Regions from separate parts of the Rattus norvegicus genome. Here regions 2 and 3 are each linked to region 1. The links are chromatin contacts, called in public Hi-C maps. All regions are on one chromosome and are shown on one strand. Each heading gives the region's core, a stretch centred on a gene start, on an enhancer-like site or on the middle of the called end of the contact. The rest is flanking DNA. Distances are from core to core; before and after follow the strand shown.

What was found. Hi-C and Micro-C count contacts between places; a contact is called where the count stands out from the background.
Region 2: a contact with region 1 is called in a Hi-C map of the A7r5 cell line, with 6 times the contacts expected there. The contact joins the enhancer-like site here to the promoter of Fst in region 1. A contact is called at or near these places in 8 of 12 Hi-C or Micro-C datasets (the A7r5 cell line, frontal cortex, kidney and 4 more).
Region 3: a Hi-C map of liver shows a contact between it and region 1, with 3 times the contacts expected there. The contact joins the enhancer-like site here to the promoter of Fst in region 1. A contact is called at or near these places in 7 of 12 Hi-C or Micro-C datasets (the A7r5 cell line, the Rat2 cell line, Schwann cells and 3 more).

Annotation. Positions count from the first base shown.
Region 1 is chr2:47,861,648-47,865,712 of GRCr8, reverse strand. Fst (follistatin) reads left to right here and starts at 2,421. Exons shown (of 6, transcript NM_012561.3): 1 at 2,421-2,505. The coding sequence starts at 2,421. LOC120100717 (a long non-coding RNA gene) reads right to left here. Exons shown (of 2, transcript XR_005500667.1): 2 at 2,058-4,005.
Region 2 is chr2:47,463,727-47,467,791 of GRCr8, reverse strand. The region is part of intron 4 of Arl15 (ADP-ribosylation factor like GTPase 15); the gene reads right to left. Among named protein-coding and RNA genes, the nearest start is that of Trnat-agu8, 270 kb to the left of the region's middle. Within about 2 kb of position 2,186, at least 3 of the 93 cell types and tissues checked have an H3K27ac peak or open chromatin away from gene starts, as enhancers often do. A contact at or near this core is called in the A7r5 cell line, where this site is marked.
Region 3 is chr2:48,216,275-48,220,339 of GRCr8, reverse strand. No RefSeq gene overlaps it. Among named protein-coding and RNA genes, the nearest start is that of Mocs2, 19 kb to the left of the region's middle. Within about 2 kb of position 1,964, at least 3 of the 93 cell types and tissues checked have an H3K27ac peak or open chromatin away from gene starts, as enhancers often do. A contact at or near this core is called in liver, where this site is marked.

The sequences.
Region 1 (4,065 bases), core at 1,172-3,671:
GGAATAGGGGTGGGGACAATGAAGGGGAATAAACAAACTTTCCCTGTAGTGTATCACAGTATCTCCGAGTAAAGAAGAAATAGTTCAACTTTGAAATTCTGCAGTTAAGTGGCGGCTCCTGCAAGGGGGACAGTTTGCTATTAATTGTTAATGTCGCCTACCATTAGAGGGCACTAAACAACTCCACATTAATGCGTTGGAGGGAAGAGAAAAGGAAGCGAGGAAAGGGGAGGGAGAATATGGGCAGAGTCCGGGGAGAGGGAGGGGAGACCGAAGCCGGGAAGGGCTGGGAAAGAGAGTTGAGGGGAGTGGGAGGAGGGAGGAGGGAGGAAAAAGCCTGAAGAGGAAGGAGACAGACAAACAGACAGACAGAAACAGACAAAATGAATCTGGAAAGATTAAGAAGGATGTGGAGCCCCAGAGCCGTCTAAAGTGAGCAAAAAGCCGGCTCTCCCGGGTCACCCGCTCCCCTCCCCGCCGCTCCGGTCCTCATGACTGTAATTATAAAGCGAAAAGCGGCGGCGAGGTCACCCGTTTTTACCAGCCTGCTGCACCGAATGCGCGCGGTGCAGGTGCGGCGGCCGCGGGGCTTTGTGATTCATGCCCACTTTCAAAGGGGGGCTTGGGCCCGTCTGAGAGGCACCCAAACAACTGTCTTCTAATATTAGCACGGCTGTATTTCGGGATCTATTATAGTCTGTCCAGACAGATCCCATTGTAATGGGACCTTTTATTAAAAGATTAGCACTATCTCCTGCAGTTGGTGGAAAAAAATCTGTTATCACTGAGTTATTTGCAGTTGTGGAGGGGGTAGGAGGAGGTTGATGGAAGATGGGGGTGGGAGGATGAGAGGAGGACGGGGGGGGGGGCTAAGGCGGGGGTAGGGAAGAAGGGCGAATTTGAAATCCGTAGAGCAAATCCCAATGACCTGGGAATGTCCAAGAATTTTGTCTGCATAGTTCGCTGTTTGTTGTCGTTCGGGCTTCAGAAGCGAAAAGAATAGAAATTTAAAAGGCAGCTTTGAAATAAACAATATAGCATTTTCCGTGAAGTAATCGTTTTATATAAAAGGAAATATCGCCTCCTCAGTTTCATTCAGCCGTGCCAGAAAATGTTATAAATGAGAAGACCCGCCAACTTTCGGCGAAGAATGCCAGGCGTTGCACTCAATAAACTGAGGCTGCAGAAGTTCATTATCATGGTGCAATTTTTTTTAATATGAGAGAGAGAGAGAGAGAGAGAGAGAGAGAGAGAGAGAGAGAGAGAGAGAGAGAGAGAGAGGCAGGCTCAGGACAGAAACTGGGGCGTCTCGGAGCGGGGGAGGAGGGGGGCAGACCGCCTACGTCGGCGCCCCCGCTCGGGGCTGCGACTCCAGACGCGACGAAGTGAAAGGGGAGAAAAGAAAGGGAGAGGGCGAGACTGCCGGGGGCGGCCGGCTCCGAGGTGTTAAACATTTTTGTTTGCCTCTGACTTGTGGAGACCGAGGGCCGCGTCTCCGCAGCGCTCGGCCCGGTGGAAGGTGCCCGGGGGTCGTGGTTCTTAGCAACCTACTGCAGGCTGTGGGGGAGTGGGAGGCGGGGAAGCGGGCAGGGTGGCCGCAAAGTAAGACACACGCATGAGACCTCGGGACATAAAACGTCTCCGGGACCCCGCGCCAAGGCTCTGCGGGAAGGATCCTGAAACTGCTCCCCGGGGCATTTCAGCAGCTCCGGGATCCTGCGGTGTGTTGCACAAGTCTCTCCCGAGCGCTGGAGCAGAGGTGCTGGGGACCAACTCCAGGGGTCCCCGCGCTCCACCGGCCGCCTCCTCCAGAGCCTTCACTTACACGCGCACACACACGCACACGCATGCACACACACACACACACACACACACACACACACACACACACTTGCACGCCACCCCGGGCGCGCCGGCTCCGAGCGGCGGCGTGCAGGACTGAAGTGGATGTTCCTCCCCACCCCCGACGCGTCGCCCCCCAGCCCCCGCCCCTGCCTCCTTCCCCCTCCCCTCCCGCTCCTACGCAAATAAGAACTCGGCGATTCCCCTCCTGCCGCTTTGATTTCGGGCACCTCCGACAGATAATTGGGAAGGGTTTCCAGAAGGTGGGAAATGTCACCTGATTCACACTGAACTTTTAAAAGCTCCCCACCCCCAAAGAGCCGGCACACCCTCGGTCGCCGCCGCCCTCCCACAGCCCCACACACTGGGAGACCGCCCACCGCAAACCTCGGAGACCCCCGTCTAGATTTAAAGCGCGGCTGCGCCCGGCTTCTGACGTCCATTGAATCGCGCGGGCGGCCGGTGGCGAGCGCGGGGCTGCGCCGGGATCGCTGCGCCCTCCGCCGCTCGCCTCTGCGACGCGCGCCGCTCGCCCAAGCCACCCGCCGCCGCGCTCCTCGCCCCGCGCCTGCCCCAGGATGGTCTGCGCCAGGCACCAGCCCGGCGGGCTCTGCCTCCTGCTGCTGCTACTCTGCCAATTCATGGAAGACCGCAGCGCCCAGGGTGAGTGGAGGGGATGCGCCCAGAGGTTCGGCTCGGGCAGGGGTTCTACTTTTCTGTCGTCTCCACTTGGTCGGTTGGGACCGACGCGGCTCTAGGAAGATGTTGGAACCACCCGGCTACTCCTGGAGAAAGGAACGGGAGGAAAAGACTGAAGGCGGTGACACTTTGGGATAGAGAGAGGAGTTTAGAGCCAGGTTATCCTCAAAAAAGAGAGGGCTCGAGTGGGGGAACTGGAGCCTCAGTAGTTAGGGGTAGATGCTCCAAGTTCTGGTCCTAATGACTTCAGATGTTATCTCCCCTGGCTGGCTCGGGAGAAGAGCGAGCATCCATAGCTTGGAGAGTGCAGTCGACCTACTAAGCAGTCTACCCATCTTCCTTCCATATCTTTTGGTGACTTTTTTTTTTTTTAATGACGGAGTGGGGGATGGGAGATACCGAATTTTCTTGGGTGGCTTGGGGGACGTGGTTTCAGAAACTTTGCCCAAACTTGGAAATGTGGGTACTGAAATTTTTAGAGGGAGGTAGTTTTACGCTTAGCAGATGCTCCTTCTACCCCTCTCCCCCAAGCCCCGCGAAAAAGAAGAAAGAACAAACCAAATTATTAGCCCGAAGTGTTTTTAAGTACTTTACAGTTTTCTCCACTTTGCCTCATTCCTGTTAACTTCTGTGAAACAAGCAACCCACGGGCTATTTAGACTCCGACCTGGATTAAAGAGCAAATTTCTGAAGTTTATCATCTAAAATTAAAAATGGATTTATTTTATTACAATTAGTCTCCAGGCGGGATTTTTTTTTAATAATGGTAACCGCGCAGCTTGCGCTCCAATTGCTCGAGTCACTTTGGTGATTCATGAGAAGTCTGCTTGTCCAAAGTCCGAAGACATAAAAAGGGACAGGGGAAGAAACTATCTGTAAAGTGGTTCTTGGTAGACATGAGGTAGGTATGTGTGACCCAGCTCTAACACTGCTGCGTTGCCTGTTGGAGCGGTAAGGTTTTGTGTGTTGTACGCTGCCCTCCCGGGCACCGGCCCTAGCCGTCTGCCCGACACTAGGCTGGGCAACCCGCCTTTCTGATAGGGGCGCTGCCCTGGGTGCCCGGACGTGGGCGCCAGGGAAAGCAGCCCTCGGAGATTTCGAAAGACCGTGGTGGCTGCGGGCGTGCTCCGAGCTGGCGGATTGCAAAACGGGCCCGTCGGGCGGGCTGCGCCTCGAGGCTGCTCAAGGCAGATCCAGGCTGGGCCCGACTGCATTTTTTTTTTTTTTTTTGCTTTCATTTTTCACAAATTTCTTTTTGCCTGATCTGTTCCTGCAGATTCATATTCATTCTCCCTCCCCCCTCCTCTCCTTCGCTCCCTCCTTCCCTCCTTTCCACGTCCCCCCCTCTCTTACTTTCTTAACCCCTGTCACAAAAAATTCTCTTACCGCCTACATGAAACCAACATGTAAAAACATCCGTCGCATCCTGTTTTTGTCAGGTTCTTTAATCTGTTCTTCCAGTCGCTGCAGGTTATGAAATGGGACGAATAAAAGTAAACAGTCTAGTAAAAGTCAATGCAAGCT
Region 2 (4,065 bases), core at 937-3,436, 400 kb after region 1:
TGGATTTAATGAGAAGGGAAGAGCTCCTATGTAATCAGTATGGTATTGCAGCTGACGGCAGTCAGGCAGGATACATAGAGTAGAGTCAGGAACATATGTGTCAACGAGACAATCTACTGGAGACACTGGCTATAACTCCAATAGGCTGCGTAATAGTTCACAGTTGAGTTAAGGTTCCCAAAGTCTCTTGATCCATGAATTCGTTAGTCTTGGAAAGTTTTCATAGTGTCTCTTGGCCAAACAAAATACCTAATAGCTCATTCATTAAGTAGTCAGGGTCAAACAATTCTTAAGTAGCTGCTTTTGCAAGCCAGTAGGAATTTGAAGAACACAATACTAAGAGTTAAAAACAAGAGTGTCCATTTATTTTTAAATCACAAGTCCTTAGGAAAGGGTATGCACATCTGCCAGGCCCTGTGCAGCTTCTCAAGTCCTAGGGTCAGACTGATGCTTCCAACTACACTACCTAACCTCTATTGCCTACCGTAAAGTATTTGCCTATTATGTCCCCAAACTCAACGTTAGAGGGAGATGACATCATCAAAAGGAATGTAGCGCCACCTAATGTTGAAACTGTGAACTACTTCAAGGTACTGGTGTGTTTGGGGGAGGGGTGCAGGTCGGGTGGGGGGGTCTGAAAAATCATCAAATAGCCCATGTTTTACTTTAAAACTCCAAATATCCTCTATGAAGTGACTGTGGTACCCTGGGGTTGAGAAATACAAAGTTGAACAGTAAGAAAGGACTTTTCATTTTCCCACCTAATAGAGTCCTGTACTTGCGTGTGTGTGTGTGTGTGTGTGTGTGTGTGTGTGTGTGTGTGTGTGTGTGTACAGAGCCCAGTACAAAGTGGTAGTTTCGTACTGTGAGATGACCCTACCCTTAGTTTTCCTAAAACCATGCTATAGACCCTCTGACTTCTATGCGCTGGTTCCATTTGCCGCTGAGAAAGAGAGATGCGTGTGCATGAAGAATTAATCTATACCAGCTTTGATGTGTACCTTATCTTCAGATGAAAGTGTTGACACCCTGGATAGCTTACCCTCTGACAAAGCTTGTATGGCAATCCCCATGCAAAGGTGTTGAAAAAAATTCAGTCTTCCCCACAAGTTTCTCGATTAGGTGACTTGTTTAGTTTGTATTAACTAGAACCTTTTTGTGTGACCATTGTTTTGTGTTGTCACATAACCTAATTTCCAATACTGACACCGTCACTGAATTAACCATTTTAGAAACCATCAGTCTCTAATGAAAAGATACTGGATATCTAGGCACAATGGCTGGAAGGCATTGATACACAGTATAGAAGGTTAAATAATAAACGGCTAAGACATGAAACATTTGCTTTGTGAAGAGACGCTGGAGGCATGAATTCAGGATGTTAAGTAGAAATCACCCATTTCAGTTATAGATGGTGCCCTCCATTAAGCACAAAGTGGAGGTTTCTTTTGAGAGATGGCCCTACCCCCAATCTCTCTAAAACAGAGACCCCGTTACAAAGCAAGCCTCTGACTTCTCTGCGCATGGCCACTGTTGATGAACTGCTGAACGAGTCTATAATGCTGGGTTTGCTATTAGCCCAGACTCTGTCTTTTCTCATTTGAGGTGGGTGGTGGGTGGAGAGGAGATTGACCTCACCATGTCACCATGGCTGGCCTGGAACTCACTACATAGACAGGCTGGCTTGGAACTTACGGTAGTGCTCTGGTCTGCCTCCCGAGCACTGGGGTGACAGGTGTGTGCTACCAAGCCTAGCCTTTTCTACCTTTTAAAACCAACTCTGGCCAGCTACGACCGACCTTGCCTCTTAAACTTCCTACACATTCACTTCACTTCCCCTTTCTTTTGCCTCAGGGCTCTCCTCTTTCTCCCAGTTTTATCTGCAGACTTACTTTTCCTCTCTGCTACTTTGCAAAGGCCTCCCACGCAAATCTGAGGTAACAGCAATTTAACCGAGTGCCTCGGGTGGCATAATCAGCCTTCCTGATTCCTTAGAGTCAAGCCCTGGCTGAATCTGGGATTAGTGATGGTTATCTCCTCAGGACCATGGCACTCTGCAGTCCCGGAAGAATTACAGGAGGGGGGAGATTCCACTCAGTTGTGTTAAGTGGGTCATTTTTTAATCAGCAAGGCCCAGAACTACATTACCAACGTGGACTAAAATGAACACAGCTCTAATGGCGGTGTGCTCATTGTTAAGATATTTGTGGTTTGCTACAGCAAGGAAGATCCGAGGGCCTAACCCAGTGCAAGTGGACAAAACGAACCAATGACTGCAGCAAGAAGGACACCCCATGTTGTGACCACAGCAGCTTTGAGGACCCACATTCTCCTAGGACAGACATGGATGTGTATCCTGACGTGTATCCTGTTACTTATTTTCAGACCTGCTGCCATACAGCATTTCATCTCAGGAACATTTTAGCTCATCCGAGAAAAAGAAAAGCAAAACCGACCAACCAACAAAGAAAACAAAACAAAACAAAACCCTAGAAGCCTTGTCTGGTGGCAACGTCACTTAAAGAGTTTAGCTTCTGATGGTAGCAATGATGCAACGTAACAATATGAAATTCTTTCATAATACTTACGAGGAAGTTATTACTGGTGGAAATGGCAACGTTTCCTAACAAACCAAGGATTGCAGGGACAGACCACCCAAATGTATTATTATATAAAGATGTCAGTTACATAATTACATGAGAAAACAACACATTTTACTTTTTTTTTGTTTTTTAACAACAATTATCCTCCCTGGGGAAGAGGGGCTGAATTAGCTGCTCAGCAGAGTGCCTCCTAGGGGCACCAATTATCTCAGACACATTCAAACCAGGGCCTTGGAAATGTACATTAAACCGGAGAGAGAGGAGCCCTCTCTTAGCCCTGTCCCCAACTTCTGCCATGTCTGGTGTGGCTCAGTGAGACCACCAACAGTGAACGTGTTTCCAAACTCCAATGCACAGTTAAACGCGGACCATACTGGCTCCCTCAGCCTAAGTGTTACTTTTTCTTTGTCTAGAATTATTTAAAAGGTCTTCTACTGGGCTGCAATGTGGCTCAGTGAGAAAACACTCCTTTTAGTATATTGGAGATGCTGGGGGCACAGGTTTGAAGGTCCTTGACCCACAGATCTCCCGAATGTGAGAACAAGGAATGCTGAGCGCAAAGGAGCCTCTTTCCAATAGAAAGGGTATAAGAAAGCTGGGGAGCTGAAAGCATTTATGAGCCTGGTAATCTAGGATATCGCAGGGTCAAGGCCACATGAAGCTCCTACAACCAGGACTGGAGATACCTAAGTCTAAATGGCTTACATTATCTGGATAGCCAGGGGTTCCCTGAAAGCTCCCACAACAGAGACCATGACTGAGACTGGGCCGGGCCCTTCCTTAGGCCTTTAAGCCAGTATAGGCAGCCTTTCTCTAGAAGCCATCTTCTGGGAAGAAACAACATATACCCTGAGTTAAGTTCCAGTGCAACGGTGCGTCCTTGTGCACCAGAAACTGTATTACACTAGCAAGCTCTTATCCAAGTTAAGCTGTTTAAATCTGTTGGGGATAAACCACCAGGAAACAGACTCTCTAGAACAGTGGCTCTCAACCCTCCTAATGCCGTGATCCTTCAATAGTCCCTCATGTTGGGCTGAACCCCAACCATAAAATTATTTTTCATTGCTACCTCATAACTGTAATCCTGCTACTGTCAGGAATTGCAATGGAAACCTTTTTCAGCTAGGAGTTTGCCAGAGGGTCATGACCCACAGGTTGAGAATCACTGCTCTAAAAGGGTTTGCATCCTCACTTCTCTGTTCATTTCCCTACCAGACCCCTGCAGACACACACACAGCCCCGCCCCCAATGAGACCCTAGGCTCTATCTGCAGCACTGCAAAAGACACATGTACACTTAAGCACGTTGTTTCCTAATGGGCCCTGGGGTACGCTTTGAAAGTACAGTGGAGAGGAGAGTATGTGTAAAATGTTAGTTGCATTCACAAACTCTCTGGATATCAGGACTGTGTGATTGGTGCACTCACACATCAATCACTGCTTGGTTTTGTAGCATTTTGGGA
Region 3 (4,065 bases), core at 715-3,214, 360 kb before region 1:
TGCTAGCAACAAACCACTGAATTGAGAACCTGCAGAATTGGGGGAGTTAAAGGAAAGATTGAAGGAGCTGAAGGGGCTTGCAACCCCATAAGAACAACAATACCAACCAACCAGAGCTCCCAGGGACTAAAACCCTACCCAAAGAGTACACATGGACTGACCCATGGCTCCAACTGCATATGTAGCAAAGGATTGCCTTGCTGGGCACCAATGGGAGGAGAAGCCCTTGGTCCTCCCAAGGCTGGGCCCCCCAGTGTAGGGGAATGTCAGGGCAGGGAGGCAGGAAGTGAGGTAGTTTGAGAGGGAGAACACCTTTATAGAAGAAAGGGGATGGGGATGGGATGGGGGCTTATGGACAGAAAACCAGGAAAAGGAATAAAATTGGAAATGTAAATAAAAATATCCAATAAAAATAATTAAAAATAAATACATTCAAAAGAAGAAGAGGAGGGGGAAAAGAGGAGAAGGAAGAGATGGAGAAGGAGAAGGAGAAGCAGCAGCAGCAGCAGCTTCGTTTTGTAGTAGTGATTAGCACAGAGACCCACGGCTGGCCTAGATGCAGAGAATAGAAGTTGCAGATTGATCAGCCCCAAATTCGACATCAAAACCCCTCCTCCCTCAATCCTCAGTGATCATTGTGGTTGAGGGGGTGTTGATGTTAATATTGATGTTAGAGTTAAGTATGACTGAGTTCATGGAAAATCCCCAGCCAGCTGCAGAAGACTAATACAAATCTGATGGTCAGGATGAATAATGATATGATAGAGTTGTGACCTTGATGAGAAATACATCTGACGTCAAGATGCCCAATATGATGACCTGTAACCTTTCTGAGAAACCAACATCCTGCTGACATCAGCTGACCACACAGATAGTGCGTCCTTGGCCTTCGTAAATGTTTCACACTTCCCCCCTCCTTCTATTACCCCTGTTATGATATAAATTCAGCCTTGGGAAAAAATAAAAATTCGCCTTGATCAGACTCTTGACTTCCTTCTTTGCGTCTCTTGTCCCCCATTCTCTTCCAAGTACCCTCTGCACCCTCGTTGACAAATGGTGCCCAGTGTGCAGCTGTTTGGAGGTCTCCTGGAGGAGAACGTTGTCCCCCCGTGAACAGACAGGCCTGTCTTCCTTCTTCGTCTGAGCCTTTGCCCCGCCTCAGAGCCTCTGCTTTCCCCTCGGAGCCTCTGCTCCCCCTCGGAGCCTCTGCTCTCCCCTCGGAGCCTCTGCTCTCCCCTCGGAGCCTTTGCCCCCCCCCCCCCCGGAGCCTCTGCTCTCCCCTCGGAGCCTCTGCTCTCCCCTCGGAGCCTTTGCTCCCCCTTGGAGCCTTTGCTCCTCGCTTCTGGCAACCATAGATTGCCTGACCTTGGTTCAGACGCTTGGTGTGTTTCTCCCCGGATGATGCAGATCTCAGTGGTGAGTGATAGGACAAGCATTCTACAGTCACCTTTTGTGACAGGACTCGGAGTCATTCAAGATGCAAGGAATAGGGTTAAGAAAAAAGATTTAAAGAAATTCTTAGACTTTGTAGGAAGTTATTTGTCCATAGTTCCCCAAGTAGGGAACAATTGATGTAAAAAGATAGTGCAGAGTTAGTGGTTGTTTTAAAGACTATTATGAGATTTTTGGCCCTGAAAAAATTCCAGTTGCTGTCTTCAGTTACTGGTATCTTATTAATGATATCCTTAGGCCTATCCCTGCAGCAGCCAGTTCCTGCCCCTGTGGTCAAATTGCCCCAGGTTAGGGGGCAGGGGACCCCCTAAAGTAGCTTCAGAAAGAGTCTGCAGCAGACTTCGAAGAATTTTGTTTTGCCAGTCAGAATTCAGAATTCAGGCTTTGGCTGTATCTAACCTAGGATGGTAACAGGAGAAAGTCTTGGCACGGGCTCTTCAACCTACTTCAACTGGAGGCCGTGGCCAAGGTCAGGATCAATGTTTTCTTTTCCGTGGGCCTTTAACCCAGTGAGACAGCTTGATAAAGGCCTGCTACTGGAGTCCTGGAACTCAGAGGCACGGGGAGGGCTGTAGTTCTATTAAAAGTCAGTGCTCCAGTGTTAGCAATCTCTTTATTGGATGTAAGAGGCAGGAAGCCCAGCTCAACTGTGACTCCTGCCTCAGGAATGGCAGCAGAAAGAATCCTTATAGCCCCAGGTGAACGAGTTATCTCTGACTATAGCTTACTTCCTGATACCAGAGGCTTCAGTCAGATCACACGCCCCCTGAGCGAGCCTCCTTCAATACTCAGATTTTCTCATGGTCTTTTGGCTCAAGGTCTCCAGGCATGTCTGACAATTTGGAAGAAACCTCCCCACTAAAGTGGACGAGTCATACAATTCTTTTATCAGCCGCTTGACATCTAGCACCCAGGTCCTAACTACCTCTCCATCCTTTTGTTATTAGTTCTTACTGGAAGCCTAGCATTGTTTAGGGGCTGGGTCTCTTGAGAGGCAGAGCCATCGAGTTGACACTGAAGGGAGGTACTCCTTAAGGGAGAATCTAAGTCCGGAGAGAGAGCCAGTAAGACTCCAGCTGCCCCTCTGCTCGCCTTTCTGTTTCACAGGCACAAAGCTTGCACTAATTTTTGCAATGGCCTTTTTGTCCCAAGAAAGCTTCCTCGTTTAGCTGTGTGACTGAATGCTATTTGTCACCTGATCTGGTTGTTCCACCAGCTCTCTCCAGGCCACCCCCTAGCTTTCTTGCCTGGCCTCTTTCCCCTGTTCTTAAGAATTTTATCACCTAATACACTGTGTTGTTTGACTTATAATACCTCCCATCCTGCTAATATGCATGTCCCAGACTCCCATTGTGAAGGTTCTAATTCTAAAACAAGGGGATGGTGTATCCCCCTAAATATTAAATTTACCTCCACGGGTTGAAACCAGGATTGCACACGTGGATATACTTGGGATCTTAGAATGTTTCAATCAAGTGCTGATACAGGGATTATATTTACCAAAAAATTCTTAAAAGAGCTTGTGCATTCCTACTTCCTGGCTTCTGGGCACTCATCCCAAGAAGGAGCCCATGAAGGCACTGAACATGGTTCAGGGCACACGTGACTTCATCTACAGCCTGCACTCCACCGAGAGGAGCTGCTTGCTCAAAGAACTGCACCGCTTTGAGTCCATTGCCGTCGCACAAGAAGAACTGGAAGCTCTGCCACCCACTCCGGGGCAGCTGAGATATGGATTCTTCTACAGTGCAATACCTTCCATAGGGTTTGGCTTTTTGGATAACGCAATTTTGATTGTTGCAGGAACCCAAATTGAATTGTCTATTACAATTATTTGGGGAATTTCAACAATGGCAGTCAACTTGTTATCTTTTCCTTCTATGTATCAAAATACTATTTAACTTTCAGTCATTGATACTGTACTGTACTGATTAGGGTTTGCTTATTTCTTATATAACATGCATGGGATAACTATGTGTGTCTTTTTTCTCTGATGATTATAATTCAATACTGAGGTTTCTCCAAATTATTTAAGATGTTTAATATCAGTTAAAATTGTAATTCTCTGCCTGGTGGCATCCCTTCTGTGATATTTCACGGTAAACATTTATAATCATATAAATTCAATTTTTAAACTTCCACATCTATCCAAAATGGAGCAGTGTTTTAAGTATATCTGACTATTTTAAATTTGACCCACACTGTCTTTAAGAGTCAGAGGTTAATCAGAAAGAACAATTGTCTGGCCCCTCTTTTCCATAAACCATATATGCTAACAAGTGTACTTATTTCTGATTGGCTTTTTACCTTTAATTGCCCAACTTTGAGCAATCACAATGAATTCTGGTTTGTGAGAGAAAGGCAGTGCTTGGATACTTCCTATGTTTTAGAATATGGTTGAAGAGAGCATGAAAAAGGTCAGAGAAGACTTAGAAAAGAGAAAATGAGAAAGAGAAAAAGCTGAGAACTGGTATCAAAATTGGTTCTCCACCTCTTGGTTGTCCACCCTGCTTCTCTCTCTGTTGGGTCCCCTATTAGGCCTTCTTTTGCTTATAACTTTTGGCCCTTGGAAATTTAATCGTTTAACAAGCTTTGTTAAACAACAGGTAGATA